Linked DNA regions of Bombyx mori: region 2 is linked to region 1. Evidence: chromatin contacts called from public Hi-C data. All regions are on one chromosome and are shown on one strand. The core of a region is the stretch at or near the end of the contact, and the rest is flanking DNA. Distances in the headings are between cores, read along the strand shown.

What was found. A called contact is a pair of places that touch in the nucleus more often than the background predicts.
Region 2: a contact with region 1 is called in a Hi-C map of posterior silk gland, with 1.8 times the contacts expected there. The contact joins the promoter of LOC101736520 here to the promoter of LOC101737447 in region 1. A contact is called at or near these places in 2 of 7 Hi-C or Micro-C datasets (posterior silk gland and whole pupa).

What each region holds. Positions count from the first base shown.
Region 1 is chr10:7,755,866-7,761,373 of ASM3026992v2, reverse strand. LOC101737447 (pre-rRNA 2'-O-ribose RNA methyltransferase FTSJ3) reads right to left here and starts at 3,110. Exons shown (of 10, transcript XM_004927547.5): 1 at 2,339-3,110; 2 at 1,401-2,158; 3 at 1,165-1,314; 4 at 292-402; 5 at 1-108. The coding sequence starts at 2,405.
Region 2 is chr10:7,996,974-8,002,481 of ASM3026992v2, reverse strand. LOC101736520 (A-kinase anchor protein 1, mitochondrial) reads right to left here and starts at 2,901. Exons shown (of 8, transcript XM_004924763.5): 1 at 2,688-2,901; 2 at 157-1,007; 3 at 1-80. The coding sequence starts at 981.

The DNA of each region.
Region 1 (5,508 bases), core at 1,861-4,360:
ACCATCATCTCCTTTCAATACCATCTTAAGATTCATTTTTTCAGCTAGTTTTTGTCTCTGTTTATTCAACTGCTTCCTTTTACGTTTCAATTGTCGCTTCTCTTCATCCTGGAATATTTTATTAAATTTGGACTATTATTTTACCCCTGTTCATAATAATAAGTGACAATGGAAAATGCTTTTGTCTTTTATTTTAATGTGGTATTAATTTACTTTTTAAATCAACAAAAGATTCCTTAGCAAAAGTCACAGATCATACATAGTATAGTATAAACAGTCCCAATCTAGTACCTGCAGTTCTGCAATTTGTGTGTCCACATCACCTTCTTCAGTATCAGCATCCTCATTTGTTTCATGTTCTTCGTTTTCATCATTGGTTTGGGGCTCATCATCTTTTTTCTCCTAAAATAAGTTTTAGTTTTTAATCTTTAGTGCTTTCAATACTCTATTGCTAGCTCTTAAATTACCTAGTGTTAAGTGGTTAAAGTAGTTTATCAAACACCACAATGTATACGGCCACATCCACTTTGGGACATTTGTTTATTGTCATAGTATATATTCAACAAGCTACATTTGTATTACTCAATACTTTGGAAGTTGTTCGTAGATGTTAACTGCTTTTGTAGACAGAATACCATAAGCATATAACCATACCTTGGGAACAGGCAAGTTGCTTCTTACTGTATTCATTTAGAAGGTACACCTTAACTACATTTTACAAACTTTGTATAGTATAGTATGTATATACTTGATAAAATACTACAAACTACAAACATAATTAGAACCTACAAATATTCCCAATAACAAGCATCCCTCTTTGAGTTCACTCCCAAAGCTAACTTCCTAGATGAGCAGGGATAGTGTTAATAAAATCTCTCCACCTACAGACAAAATAAAACTACAGGGGACTTGAGGACATTGATTTGCAAAGAGCTGCTCCTTTACTATACACCATAGACATATTACTTGATTTGAGTGTACATTCAATGATGTACTAATTTAAGATGCAAATGAAAAACAGTTTCTTATTCATAATCAAATCCTCGTGACAGAGTTTTTTACCCACCAAAATACAAATGTCTGAGAGGTATCCCCATGTAATAAGTATAATAAGCCTCTGTAAGCAAAAATTTAATTTGTGATTATATCCTATAAAATTCTAACCTTAGACGATTTATATTCTTTCATTTGCTTGAACCATGACAGCAGTGATTTTAAGTCTTTTCGTCCAAGCACCTTAATATCCTTACAACATTCCTTTATTTCTGGTGTTGTCTTTGGATGAGTTTCTATTTCCTTATCATCGAAAACAATCTGCAACATTATTGAAAGTAGTTATGTAATTATTTAAAAAAACATAGTAAAACAATTAAATGGCAATAATCAAATTTTCATTTTACCTCAGAGCAACCATGAAGTAGATCTACTGGATCATCTTTTCCCAAAAAATCAGACAGTTTTACTTTATGATGTGTGGTATAATCATTTTCTTTATATCCTTCTGCTTTTGCTTTTTTTTGTTTCTCAGGATGTAATATATTTATATGCTGTTTTTTAACTATATCAAGATCTTCAAAGACATGTTTGGGGTCGAGAAATTTAGGATCAATTGTATCTGGTGCAATATAGCCCTGACATACAACGAAAATTTCAGAAGACTCATTACGAGAAGCTTGGGGCTTTGTAGCATGTACTTTTTTGAAGAATTGTTTCAGAACCCATAAAAGTGCATGATAGTCTTTCGATCTGAATACTTTAGTCACAAACCAACCACCTTCTCTGAGGAAGTTCGTTGCAAGTTTTAAAGCACTCAACGTTAGACAAGCTTGTTGATAGGCATCATGGATCCAATTAAGACCGACATTGGGTGCACCGTCATTAAGTACCACATCAGCTTTCCATGTTTTTATTTCTTTTTTGATTGCTGCCTTACATTTTTCTGTAGTGATATCTTCAGTCAGACCTATACAACCTGGAACTGGTTTTATTGGAAACAAATCGACTCCTATTACTATGCTCGAGACTGGCATATTTTGGTGGGCCACCTGCATCCACCCACCAGGTGCAGCACATAAATCGATACATACTCGTGATTTCTGCAAAAATCCAAATTTCCTGTTCAATTGTATTAATTTGAATGCAGCTCTTGATCTATATCCTGAAAGAAGTATACATTTTTCGATATAAATATACGTTCTAATAAATATATATACACCTACATCGCCGCCCTATATCTGAACTAATCAGTAGATGTACATATTAAAAGTATTTCGGTTTAATCAGATGAATTATCAAAGTAATTAGATGTTATAAATGATGCAAATTAAAAATGATGTACCTGTTTCTTTAGCTAGTTGGTAGTATTTATCTTTCCGTTGTTTTCCTACTTTTGTTTTCTTTCCCATTGTAGTATGTTACTTTTTTAAGCATATGACTTCTGGGGTTATTTCTAAAAACAATTGATTATAATCAATTACATGACAAAATTGAATGCAATATGCACATTACGAGTGTGTGTACAAGTGAGGTTATGTTTATTTTCTCGTGTTTCATACCATAGAGTTTTTTTTTTCAATTATGTGCTGCACGAACATACAATCATTCAAGTCATTAAGTTAAAATCGGCTTTTTTTACATTTGATGTACCTGAAGAAAATTTTATGGATTGTTCAACTAATTGTAATAATGCAAGTAGCTGGGTCTGCGGAGGGACTTCGGTTCCCTCTGTATTTTATACCGTATGTTCCATGGGGAGTGCTCTGAGGAATTGTTTGAGATGATACCAGCATCTCGTTTTTACCATCGCACCGCCCGCCACCGGAGTAGAGTTCATCCATACTACCTGGAGCCGCTGCGGTCATCCACAGTGCGTTTCCAGAGATCTTTTTTGCCACGTACCATCCGGCTATGGAATGAGCTCCCCTCCACGGTGTTTCCCGAGCGCTATGACATGTCCTTCTTCAAACGAGGCTTGTGGAGAGTATTAAGCGGTAGGCAGCGACTTGGCTCTGCCCCTTGCATTGCTGAAGTCCATGGGCGACGGTAACCACTCACCATCAGGTGGGCCGTATGCCCGTCTGCCTACAAAGGCAATAAAAAAAAATAAAAAAAAAAGTAGCGTAGAGAGCATACCAAAAAATATTTATAGATGGTCGACCGCAGGTGAATGAAGTTAGCCCCTCAAAAAAAATTTTTTTTCCTATTTTATACTTATTTTCTATTAATTCGTTTGTTCATCATTTGTTCATGATTGTTCACTGTTAATAATTTTTTGTTCTGCATTTATTTATTTAAAAAAAATATTTAAAAATATACCTACAAGTTAGCCCCTCTAATGCAATTTTTAATATTTTTTCATCCTTAATGACTCGTAAATATTCATTTTCGATTGTTCTTATATAAAACACGTTTGTTCTCTTTCGAAATTACTCGTTTTTTGTTTAATTTACTATTTTTATTAGTTGAATAAATGTATGCAAAATATGTGTACTGCGCATGTGTCAACTATAATGCCTAAACTTTCTACGCGGTTTTAATCGTGAAAAAAAAAACAAATATAAATCCTGAAGGAGCAATTAATTGGTATACAATTTAATTAAAAAAATTAAAAAATAAATAAATGAAATAATGTGCATTGGCGTTAAGTTAGACCAAATAAATTTTTTCCATCCTCCTACTTATCGTTATGAAGGTATAAAAAAGATAGGGAGTTCACATAGGTAATATAAACAAATAAGTAAATATGTTCATTATTTATCTTTCAAGAGATAATATAGGTATACATTATAATAACTTTTTTACACAGTCGAAATTATATTCCTAACATTAGTAAAATAACATTTTAATACGATAGGTAAGAGGATGGAAAAAATGTATTTGGTCTAACTTAACGCCAATGCACATTATTTCATTGCTCCTTTAGGATTTATATTTGTTTTTTTTTTTTCACGATTAAAACCGCGTAGAAAGTTTAGGCATTATAGTTGACGCATGCGCAGTACACATATTTTGCACACATTTATTCAACTAATAAAAATAGTAAATTAAACAAAAAACGAGTAATTTCGAAAGAGAACAAACGTGTTTTATATAAGAACAATCGAAAATGAATATTTATGAGTCATTAAGGATGAAAAAATATTAAAAATTGCATTAGAGGGGCTAACTTGTAGGTATATTCTTATATCTACTGGTGGTAGGACCTCTTGTGAGTCCGCGCGGGTGGGTACCACCACCCTGCCTATTTCTGCCGTGAAGCAGTAATGCGTTTCGGTTTGAAGGGTGGGGCAGCCGTCGTTACTATACTTGAGACCTTAGAACTTGTATCTCAAGGTGGGTGGCGCATTTACGTTGTGGATGTCTATGGGCTCCAGTAACCACTTAACATCAGGTGGGCTGTGAGCTCGTCCACCCATCTAAGCAATAAAAAAAAAAAAAAAAAAAAAAAAAATATTTTTAAATATTTTTTTTAAATAAATAAATGCAGAACAAAAAATTATTAACAGTGAACAATCATGAACAAATGATGAACAAACGAATTAATAGAAAATAAGTATAAAATAGGAAAAAAAAAATTTTTTGAGGGGCTAACTTCATTCTCCTGTCGACCGCAGTGATCTCGAACGACATAGAGCTAAATCGGTAGAGCTGCCAGCTAAAATCGGTATATTTGTATCCAAAATCGGTATTTGACAAAAAAGTACCATATTCAATCAAATTCGTTTATTTATTTAACAAAAAAATTACAGACTAATTTATAACAATCATACTTAAGTATAATTATTTTTTATACCAATATTCTTTAACCATAGCGGCAGTCATATTCGAATTAATTTCAAAATCATAACAATTAGCTGTATTAAAGAATCGTTTTGCATGTAATAAAGTAGTGATTGATTCAGTAGACAGTCTATTTCACTGTTTTGTTTTCAAAATATTAATTTGTAAAAATATGCGTTCAACGTTAGCGGATGAATGGGGAAGTGATAAAATATTAAAGATGAAATTAGACAACAAAGGAAACCGACTATCTTGTAGCTAGCCTGGAAATTCTTCTTCCCATTATTTTCTATAATATTGTACATAATTTTCTCTTCTTACACTCGCACTTGTGCTTGTTGTATCAGATGACATTTGAACTTATTAATCTTATTTTGTAGGCACTCTTTAGGAAAGTTACTTTCTCTTCAAAGTTATGAAAAGTTAATGAAAAAATTAAACCGAATTCCTGTTTATATATAGATTAGACAGGTAAATTCCCGAGCCCCATAGAACATCGAGCTGTAGGACACAGGGGTATTCCCCAAAATATATGGAACATTCTGTACTAGGTTCATCCATACTTAATATTGAGGGCTTCCCCGTAACATTAAACATAAATGAAAAAGCCTACCAACTTAAAAGTGTAAAATCGGTAGAAAAATCGGGAGAATTTCCATGTATACTCTGAAATCGTAGAAAAATCGCTATATTTCAGTATTTCGGTAGAACAGAGCCCATATCGGTAGG
Region 2 (5,508 bases), core at 1,652-4,151, 240 kb before region 1:
GTTTCTGTTGGAACTATATTTAAACTGGCAGGAGGAGGGCTAGCAGCCTCAGAACAGCCTTTACCACTGTCACTTGAACCCTGAAAAATAAACTTAATTAGTATACTTAAAATGAATATGTATATAAGTAAATGAATTCACCAATTTGAATCTTACCTCACTGTGATTATCTGAAAAATTGCACATTGAGGGACTAGCTAATAAAGGATCAACAGGACTATGATTAGCAGAGTCCCTCTCCGAAAGGAGTCTTCTTTGTGAAGTGGAAAACCTATCATTGTTGTCACCTGTATTGCAGGGTTCATCAACAACATCAAGTGGTTGTAATCCTTCTGTACCTTCAGAGGTATTTTCTATTGTATCACCTTCAGACACAAAGGTCTCAGTCCCATTGTTTGTACTATTTTTTTTATAACATTCTGCTTCTGAATCAAGCAGATCCTTATTAGAATTTACATTACTACTAAAGCTATGATTACTGTCTATTATGTGCATTTCTGAGTTTTTAGGTGAAGATTGTTGGAGCTGAACATGTGAACACAAATTATTCTGCAACTCCTTAACTACGAAGGAGGGTTCTGTAGTACATGAGCTCACAATCAAATTTTGTTTGTCAAAGCCAGCTGACATTCTCTTCTCTTTTCCAATGGATTTTATTCTGATTATTTTTTCTATCTCCAGATCAATTTCTTCGTCAGTGAGTTCCAAAGGGGATGATCGCTGTGAATTTGTGCCGTTAGGTATGATATCAATAGGAGATGATTTAATGATAGAGTGCTCTAATTTGCTTATAGGCGAGCCTCGATTTGCCTCAGCTTGTGCGTTCAAAACCTCAGCAAGTTCCTCTTTCAAACTCTTTAGCCGTTCTCTTCCACCTGGGTCAGACTTTGCATATTCCCTTTTTTTCTTGAACCAAAAAATACCCAATAAGACTGCTATGGATGGTACTGACCACATGAGTAGTTGACGACAAGGTGCCATTGTAATGAGCCACTTTTAATGACAATCTATAACAAAAAAACTATATCTTCACTTGAAAGAGAAAAAGAAATGTTCATTTTGGTTTCGCTTTTATCAATCAGACCATGTTGCACAAAAGTCTTGGGGCTTTGGCTCCTATTGAATAATGGTAATTGTAATTAATTGCATGGTATTTTTCTTATGAGTTTAGGAATTCAGAAGATAATGGTAAGCTTTTAACTTCACAACCGAGATTACCACCAACTTCAAGTATAAGGTCAAAATCACCAGTGTTTAGAGAAACGGCTATTCTACAACCATTGGTTTCGTGGTGGGGAGAGAACATCCCTTATTTTTAAATAATATTCTCAAGATTGTGAATTTATCACTTTGATCTAAGCCAATTGTCCGATGAGTTACCTAATCTTTTCCACCACACTGCAAAATTACAATCATGTGCTACTGCAAGAAATTAATATCTTTGATTTTCGATAAAAATGATGTTTCAATTAAATATTATTCACATTGTCAAATTTGGAATACTTAGCACTTACATATACAATGTGTACTTTGTGTACTTACATATAGTACACATTGAGATAGAATTCATAATTTAAACCAAAACTTTGTGCAGTATAGTTGTTCAAATGTTTATTGTACTTCGATTTTTAATTATTATTTATGTAATACAAAAAGGTCTTATCTTAGTAGACATAAAACATTACAAAAAAAAACATTGTTAACTTCATCTTAGTCACATTCAAGGGCTAGTTATATACTTCACAAGTCCAGGCTGAAGCACAATTATAAGATTCATAAATATTGAATTTAACAGAAACTGAGCTACAAGCCATTTACTCATTTTTCAATTAAAATTTGTCCAAAGAATAATACTCAACTGAGGATTTTTTATTAATCATTGCACTGCAAAGTAGGTGATCTCTAAAACCAAGAACAACCAAAGAATAGAATAAGCACTCGTAATATGATTAAAATCTTTTGTTACTGTTTTATCATATGATCTCTTGAAACATGTTAAGTCTTTAACTGGGTAATTTTGATAATTTTGATACACAGACAACATACTTACTTGTAAATACTCCATTCTCTGATTAGTACTATAATATTCACGTGGAAATCTTATCTCTGTTGACGAATCTAGGTTGGTTTTTGGCAAATGTAAATAGGTTACAGCTATCCGCGTGTTTATTTACAGTATTTTAACACATGCGGATTTAATCGATAGGAATATAAACATTACATTAACGAAGATAGTGAGTTTTTTTATTTTATTGAAGGTAAATTAATCTTATACCAGCATGGCACCCGGAACCTCAAAACAAATAAACTACAATACACTAACAATCCGCGTATAAATAGATCGAGACATAAAAATATCTCAGATTGGTAATGACTATGAACAAACCACGAGGTAGAGTACTGCACGCAACATTAAACTTAAGTTTTTTACCGAGGGTCACGAACGTTGTTGAAATCTTTACAAGCAACACGTAGGCAAATGTGGATTCAAAAATGAAAGGTTACGCAATTATATATACGTCAGTATATTGACAGATATAAATCATAGTTAACAATAATCAATTTAGATTTTAACTATAATATCTTACTTCAGAAGTTATTTCAACAATAAAATTAGAGCATGCGACTAGAACTCTCCATTATCAAAATTTAGATCACGCTGCCGGCTAATTATTTTATGTACTTACTTGGTAAATCAAGAGAAAAATATTTCTTTATTTCAAAGTAGGAGTGTATTTTATCAATTTGAAATTTTGCAATTAAATAGTTTTACGACTGAATTTCACTTTATTTTTTCCAACAATCCACGTGCTCACAATGTTTTCGAAGCACAACAAAATTCAACATGGCGCAATGCAGGTTGGCAACATTACAACGTCAAGCGTATTCATAGATTAGCGTAGTGGACAGTGAATCTGTTTATATTATCTTTGGCAAAACTCGTTTCTCTATTCTCCATCTTGTACATCTCGACTTGTACGTCTCAAATGGAACTTTTTGATGGAGCACGGCGAGAAAAGATCTTTGAATTATTTTATTTTGTTAATTTTATATTTCTTTCGGCCTAAAATAAAATAATAGGTAGTGATTTTTACCATTTAACCATTTAGCATTGAGCCCAAGTTTACCGGTAAAATGACAAGACTGTACTAGATTAAAAGAAGTGGTTTAGCTACAAAAAATATCTAATCAAAGGGGATGTGTTAAAAATAATTTATAATATTTTTCAATTGGTGTGATTCCACTATGGGAAGTAAGAAGACCGTTTTCGAATCTAAAATGATAACATAGGTACTACCGAAAACAATTTATAAGTTCACATATAGGTACTTAAAGAAACCCTTAGCACACTATATTTATCAAACAAATGTACTTGTAATACTTGTATTAGGTAATTGAAAAAAAAACTTCAAAATGATGAACTTAATGAAAAATATAGCGCAAAAGGCTCTCAAACTCCTATCAGGATTACATTAAGCATTCAGAATCGATTGTATTTTATTGTGTTACATATGCTCCTAAAAATAACTAATCAATTGTACAATTTTACGAGGCTTGTGGAGAGTATTAAGCGGTAGGCAGCGGCTTGGCCCCTGGCATTGCTGAAGTCCATGGGTGACGGTAACCACTCACCATCAGGTGGGCCGTATGCTCGTCTGCCTACAAGGGCAATAAAAATATATAAAAAAAACACTATTTTTTGTATTGTCATGTAAGCAGCTCAGCAGCACACTTAATTCCGGAAACAATTGCATCAATAATGGCCTAGGTAGCCTACTAATAAAAGTGTAGTTCAAAGACTTAGCTTCATAAATGTAATTCTCTTGCGGTAGGTAGCGGCTTAGCTGTGTTCCTGGCATAGCTGACGTCCGTGAGCGACCGTGACGGCTCACCTAAGGGGCCGCATGCTTCTTTTTTATTGCTTCTATGGGTGGACGAGCTCACAGCCCACCTGGTATTAAGTGGTTACTGGAGCCCATAGATATCTACAACGTAAATGCCGCCACCCATATTGAGATATGAATTCTAAGGTCTTGGTATAGTTACAACGGCTGCCCCACCCTTGAAACTGAAACGGCAGAAATAGGCGTGGTGGTAGTGGTACCTGCTCGTGCGGACTCACAAGAGGTCCTACCACCAGTAATTATGCAAATTATAATTTTGCGGGTTTCATTTATATTACACGATGTTATTCCTTCACCATGGAAGTCAATCGTGAACATTTGTTATGCACGTATTTAATTAGAAAAATTTGTACCCGCCTACGGCTGCGGGATTCGAACACCGTTGTATCGCAATGCACCGGACGTCTTATCCTTTAGGCCAAGACGACTCATCTGTCTACAAGGCAATAAAAAACTAGGTAAAATAAAACTCGTTTTTGATGCATTAGTGAAAGAGCTCATGCCCCACCTGGTGTTCAGTAGTTATCATATCATAGCCCATAGAAAGCAAGCCATCACTAAAAACAAAAAAGGTGCATTTAAATTATAGAGCTACGTAGAATATTCTCATCCTGAACGTCGCAGTGTCTCAAGACAAAGAAAATAAAGTCTTTGACTGTTGCCATGAGTTATGGCAGTGAGACATGGTCGCTCACAACCACAACGACCTTATTTAAAGACTCAAGGGCACCGAAAGAGCAATGGAGAGAGCGATAGAGCGGCGATCGCGTGCCGGCAGTCGTAGCGTGGGTGATCATAAGGTTGACCTACGACCTATTGAAGGTTGTGGGAATCCGCTGGATGCAGACAGCGCAAGACGGGTTGTTGTGGCAAGCCTTGGGAAAGGCCTATGTCCAGCAGTGCACTTCTGTGGGCATAAATAGACTATAAAATGAACAGATAATTCTATCTAAACTTTAAACTGAGAAGTAAAATAATGTAGATAAATTTTCTCCTTATTTTAATCTCCAAAGATTTTTTTGATGATGTCATCAGTAGTTATTACTAGTTATTACTAAAAACTGTTTTATATTTTAATAAATATCATTTCTATATCGCCTTTTAACTTGATCCCACATTTAAGTTAGGGGTTTGTATAAAGTTATTGTTGCATACTAAAGTGTGACACTAGAATGTAAATTTAATTCAAACAGAATGAATAATACTAGATATGCTAGTCGCTAGACCGTGATTAGCAACAGGCAGAATGCCAGTTATAGCTCTGTATTTAGCTACATACATTAAAATGTGCATGTGTATTTCAGAATTGGCTGTAGAATACATGATAAAATTATGTTTGACATTGAACTTTCTGAGCAGTGATAATGTAATGCTAGAGTCACTTTAACATTAGATGGCAAAGTCCAATGCATGTTATGTTAATTGAATGTGCGAATTTTAAACACCTACTAATACATGTTAAACTAAAACTTTCTCCAGATAAAAGTCATAATGCTAAGAAGAAATAGTTAAACATATTCAGCATGCTTTATTTTTACTATTGATAAGTTCACCTGAAAACGAGAACAAATGATAGATAAATTTGTTCAGCCGAAAATGAAGA